2 separate regions of the Mus musculus genome follow, and region 1 is linked to region 2. A link is a contact called in public Hi-C data. All regions are on one chromosome and are shown on one strand. Each heading gives the region's core, a stretch centred on a gene start, on an enhancer-like site or on the middle of the called end of the contact. The rest is flanking DNA. Distances are from core to core; before and after follow the strand shown.

The links. Hi-C and Micro-C count contacts between places; a contact is called where the count stands out from the background.
Region 1: a contact with region 2 is called in a Hi-C map of cortical neurons, with 2.3 times the contacts expected there. The contact joins two enhancer-like sites. A contact is called at or near these places in 13 of 484 Hi-C or Micro-C datasets (cerebellar granule neurons, cerebellum, cerebral cortex and 6 more) and 2 of 115 datasets of contacts at active chromatin or transcription factors (SST interneurons and astrocytes).

Annotation. Positions count from the first base shown.
Region 1 is chr6:136,352,567-136,355,266 of GRCm38.p6, reverse strand. No RefSeq gene overlaps it. Among named protein-coding and RNA genes, the nearest start is that of Eif4a3l1, 26 kb to the right of the region's middle. Within about 2 kb of position 1,411, at least 18 of the 459 cell types and tissues checked have an H3K27ac peak or open chromatin away from gene starts, as enhancers often do. A contact at or near this core is called in cortical neurons, where this site is marked.
Region 2 is chr6:135,827,146-135,829,845 of GRCm38.p6, reverse strand. All of the region lies in intron 6 of Grin2b (glutamate receptor, ionotropic, NMDA2B (epsilon 2)), which reads left to right. Among named protein-coding and RNA genes, the nearest start is that of Gm14330, 24 kb to the left of the region's middle. Within about 2 kb of position 1,320, at least 17 of the 459 cell types and tissues checked have an H3K27ac peak or open chromatin away from gene starts, as enhancers often do. A contact at or near this core is called in cortical neurons, where this site is marked.

The DNA.
Region 1 (2,700 bases), core at 162-2,661, 530 kb before region 2:
CACAGACCCAGTCATGGCCCTCAGGGGCTGCATGGACCCTGAGCCTCAGCATGGCCTCAAGTGACTACACAGGCCACTCCTACCAGCATGTCTTAAGACAGCAAAGCCCAAGGTCACCACCAAGGCATCAGTCAGAGGCACGGACTGCATATGTCCACAGGGACCCCAGGCTTCATCATGGCCAGGGGCAGCAGCATGGACCACAGACACCAACACGGCCACTGGTGGCATTCTAGACCAAGTGGTCCTTTCCCCATCCAGGGCCTCCATCATTACCCAGAGCCAGGGCGATCCTCACTCCGACTAGCATGTTCCGTGGGCTAAGTCTGCATCTGTGTAAGCTCCAGGCTGCTGCACACCACTGTGCTGACTCCACTTTCTGACTTTCTCATCTTCCCATCTCCCCATGGAGCATTTGTTCATTGTAGGGATGCCCACTACCTGCACCAGAAAGACATGGTGGCTTGGTTTGTTTCCTCCGTGTGTGTGTGTGTGTGTGTGTGTGTGTGTGTGTGTGTGTGTGTGTGTGTGTGTATACACACATGCTACAGTACATGTGTGGCATACGGGGGACCACTTGTAGGTGGTTCTATTCTACCCTGTGGATCCTGGGGATAGAACTCTGGTCCTCAGACTTGGCAGCAGACACCTACTGAGCCATCTTGCCAGCCCTAACGTAGAGATTTAAAAGTTATTCACCACCTCCTATTTAGTCTCATTAGAAGGCTGAGGACCATTAAGCCCAGAGAAAGGATATTCTGTGGAAATTCCATGTAGTTAACTGGAAAATAAACTATGGGTTTTAGCAAGTATTATTGGTGGACTATTAAGCGTTCGGTCTACACTAATTATGAGAGACTATATATTAAATATTTACAACTAGCCCAATTTTTACAGTGTCATGAAGTTTAATGGAAATAACAAGTCCAAATTCATACAGACAAAACACAGTGGGAGTTAAAATAGGTGAGTTAGCTCAGAGATGCTTGGATGCAAGGTTCAGACACTGAAGATTTCTAAGTAGTATTTATAAAAAAGGTTATTTTTTTCTTGTGTGTGTGCATGTGTGTGCGCGTTCGACAGTATGCGTGTTATGTGCATGCAGTGCCTGTAGAGGGCAGAAGAGAGCATCTGCCCCCCCCCCCAACTAGAGTTAACAGTTGAGGCAGTTTTAAGTCAACCAATGTAGATATTGCAAACCAATCCAGGTTCTCTGCAAGAGCAGTACACGCATTTACTGTTGAGTCATTTCCCCAGATCTCTAAGTAGTCATAAAACAAGCAATGTACACTGTTCCCTGGAAGTCTCTGGAATTTAAGGATGTGTTACCTGAATTTTAGATGCAAAGGCTTCTAGGCTTGCAAATGAGAACAAGTTTGGGTGCATTCTCTCCATCTGTCACTAGGTGGAGTCCGCGCACCAATAAGCCATGCAGGTTTGGGGAGTGAACAGCATTTATTCTAGGAAGTCAGGGAGCCAGGAAAGCTGGTTTTGATTTAAGTGCTAAAAAGCTCACTCCCTCTGACAGCTGGCTTTATTTCTTTTCTGGATAATATAGACGAGGAAGATGAGTGGTCTCCGGAGGTGTAGAGAACTGCAAAAGCCAAGAGCTATGTGGGACCAAGGCATGATCAACGAATCCTGGTCTTTCCCAGGGCGGATGTAAGGATCAGATATGTGGCTGGGCAGTGGAATAATGGGCTGAGGGAGCAGAACGCACCAGCACTCTGCCCTGTGCGCTCTGCCTGCCTTCAGCCTTTCAACCTTTCACATTACATAATGCTGAGTACACCTAATGTTTCCAATGGAAATAGCTAAAACAAAGAGTGGTGTTATCATGGGAACATCCGAGTGCATAACACTTGGCAGTTTTAGAGCACCTTCTCTTGCACTCAGCCTGGAGGTATCTGGATGGTCTCACTGGGGACAGATCTTCTTGAACCAAAGAACGTAGGATAAGGATGGGGAGGTTGGCCATTCTTCCTCTGACTCGAAGTCTTCACAGAAGTCAGGGCTCTCTAGAGAATTGAGTCAGACTCATCCCACCCTCCCATCTATCCCTCCTTCCCTCCATCTCTGCTTTCCATATCTATCATACCACCCATCCATCTATCACCTATCTCTATATAATTAGCCATTTATTTCTCTACTATTGATCTCTCATCTGTCATATTTAGCTATCTATTTCTATTATCTATCTATCTATCTATCTATCTATCTATCTATCTATCTATCTATTTATCTATCTATCTATCTACCTATCATCTGCCTATCTATTTATCTATCTTCTACTGTCTGCTTGCATATCTTCTATCTATCAATATCTACCTATCTACCTATCTATGTCTGTCTGTCTATCTATCTATCTATCTATCTATCTATCTATCTATCTATCTATCTATCAATCTATCTATCTATGTCTACCTATCTATGTCTATCTCTCTCTGTGTCTATCTATCTATCTATCTATCTATCTATCTATCTATCTATCTATCTATCTATCTATCTATCTATCTATCTATCTATGTCTACCTATCTATGTCTATCTGTCTGTCTGTCTATCTCTCTCTGTGTCTGTCTGTCTGTCTGTCTGTCTATCTATCTATCTATCTATCTATCTATCTATCTATCTATCTATGTCTACCTATCTATGTCTATCTCTCTCTCTCTGTGTCTGTCTGTCTATCTATCTATCTATCT
Region 2 (2,700 bases), core at 71-2,570:
TTCTTCCATCTGCGGTGGATAGACCGGCTTATAACCATAAAGGAATTCCTTCCACAGGAGAACATTGTTTAATGATAAAAGACAAAGCCAGATTCAGGGTTGCATATAAAGGAAATGTTGGCGAAGAGGGAGACTGAGTTACAGCAACACCTGATACGTACATAGTGTTTTGTGGCCCACAGACATTAACATTCCCACAGTGTGACTGGGCATGAGCTTTGGCTCCACCCTGGAACCTCTGGGGAGTGCTAACTCTCAGATTCTACCAGGAAGCTCTAGAGATGAAGTCCGGTCATCCGAGGCTTAACCTATAAAACCCAGGGATGGTTTATAACAGACATTTCTTTTCCCGGGGGGAAGTATCTGTTTAATAGATACTTAAGCTGCTGCGCTGCTTCTGTCCCCTACTCTCATTTTATCTCCCAGCCATTAAGCTTTAAAAGAAGACCAAATCTTTATCCTTTCATAAAGGAGAGAAGAAAGCCATCAGCCCAGCAGGAAAGAGTTAAGACCTGTCCCAGTGGCTCTAGGAGACTCTAAGTGGCCCACAGAAGATGAATGCACCAAGCACTCTTCTAGGGATTGGCAGAGACCAGGGGAGGGCAGTTTTGAACAAAACTGACCCCTTCCCTGGCTTCAGGGAGCTCATTTCCTGGTGGGCGGGGCTAGGGAGCTAACACATGAGCAAATGAATGAATATAATACCAAGTGCTCTGGGAACCGTGAGCCAGGATGCGGTGGCTCTGAGCCATATGGTCCCAGCCTCAAAGGGCCTCCTGGAAATGCGATTATTCATAGAGAAAGTTGCTACTTGTATGTGTACCAATTGTGAAACATTATTTGGGGAAAGTTTAAACCATGACTGACTTCAAGTAAACATTTAATTTTTTAAAATTATGCCGATAGACCCTCTGCTGAAATTTTATAAAGCTGTTGTGCCGAGACTTCAGGCACATTCCTACCCATGGAACGGAGCAATGTGGTGTTAATATTTGATCTCCTTTTGTTGTTATGCTGTGGCTAGCCCATAGAGAATGAGATGAATTTTTGTAACCATTTCAATATTTATGCTTGCGTTTCCCAACAAAGCATGAATGTTCATTGTTCACTACGAGCTATGTATGGTAAGTTGCCTCTCTAATCTGCTGTCATAAGCGAACATGACATCTTTTGGCTTTCTTTCCTGACTGTTAATTATGGCAATTATGTCACTTTTTTACTTGTCCTCACTTGACCCTGTAGCATCCCAATGTGACCTTACACAGGGACGTGGTGCAGATGGATATAAAACAGGAAGTTCTCTGTCTGTTTTTAGATCATAGATGTGATCTGTGTGTCCTATAGGAAAGATGGGACATCTAAAGGTTAAATTGGCTCCTAGCACTTAAGGATTCAGATTTCTGTAGAATTCTGGATTTCAGAATCTTCTAAATATCAGAGAGAGCAGCAGCAGCAGCGGACTATCGCCCTTCTGGAGCTAAGGAGAGCAGTCTCCTTTGGCTGCACTACACGTTCTCCATTTCCACCCCTGGAGACACTGGAGAGTCATCTCCAAGAACAGAGAAGATTTCAGAAAGCACCCATTCCTTGTTTAAGAGCTAAAATGTGTGCCTTGGGAAAGGGCACACTGGGATTAAGGGGTACCCAGTTTATCTGGCCTTTTGGTGCCTCCCTGCAGTTCATCTTGAGGTCTCTAGAGGGCGACTGAGACTTCTGTGCTATGTCTTCGAAGTCTGAACCACCTCAGTCTGTAATACACTAAGTCTCCCATTTCACCTTAGAAAACAATAGACACTGGGTGAAGGCCCCTCTATTTCTCAGGCAACAAAATATAGAAACAATATGCCACCATTTAACACCTTAAAGCGTTGCAAGAGGATTTGGAGTGATCCAAAAGTACCAGTGGGCCCAGAGGAGAAGGCTTCAACCAAGAGTAAGGAGGGCTCAAAAAGGTATGTTGGTGGGGAGTAAGAGAAAGAAGTGTAGAATTAAAAACAAACAGACAAACAACAGAAAAATAAATAAAAACAAAAACCCCACTCCCCTTAGAATAGGAAAATGCCGTCACATCTTAAATGTAAAATGAAAAAAAAAAAACTGACAGCGATTAAGGGAGGAAGGGAGAGAGAGAGAGAGAGAGAGAGAGAGAGAGAGAGAGAGAGAGAGAGAGAGAGAGAGAGAGAGAGTGTGTTAGTTCAGCGCTCCAGATAGAAAGGAAGAAGGTAATGGCATTAATTGCTTGTATATTTGTGCAAGTTCTAAATAAGGATGTGAGGGGAGGGCCTAGTCTCTCTCTGTTCCAGGAAAGTGGCATTTTAGATTCTCCCACATCCTACTCCTGAAGTTAGAAGCATTCCATCTCAGAGTGGAACTGGTTCTTCAGAGAACCACAAGGATCATGTAGCCACATTTCAGAGCACAGACAAATCCATCCCGACTGGCTTTTCTGCAGTCTGTGAGAGTCTGGCCTTTACCCCCCTGTGCTGTCAGCATGCAGTCAGCTTTAGTCTAAGTCCGCAGACATAGGTGAAGGACTCAGTCATAGAGACCCCTGCATCAGAGGCTAAGAGAAAAATCAAGGCGAATGTGACAGCTCACTCTCTCTCTCTCAAGGACTGTGTGCACTTAGCAGAAGGGATAAGAAGGTCAAGAGGCAGGGAAGACTATGAGGAGCATGCTGCAATGAGATACTCCCTGGAC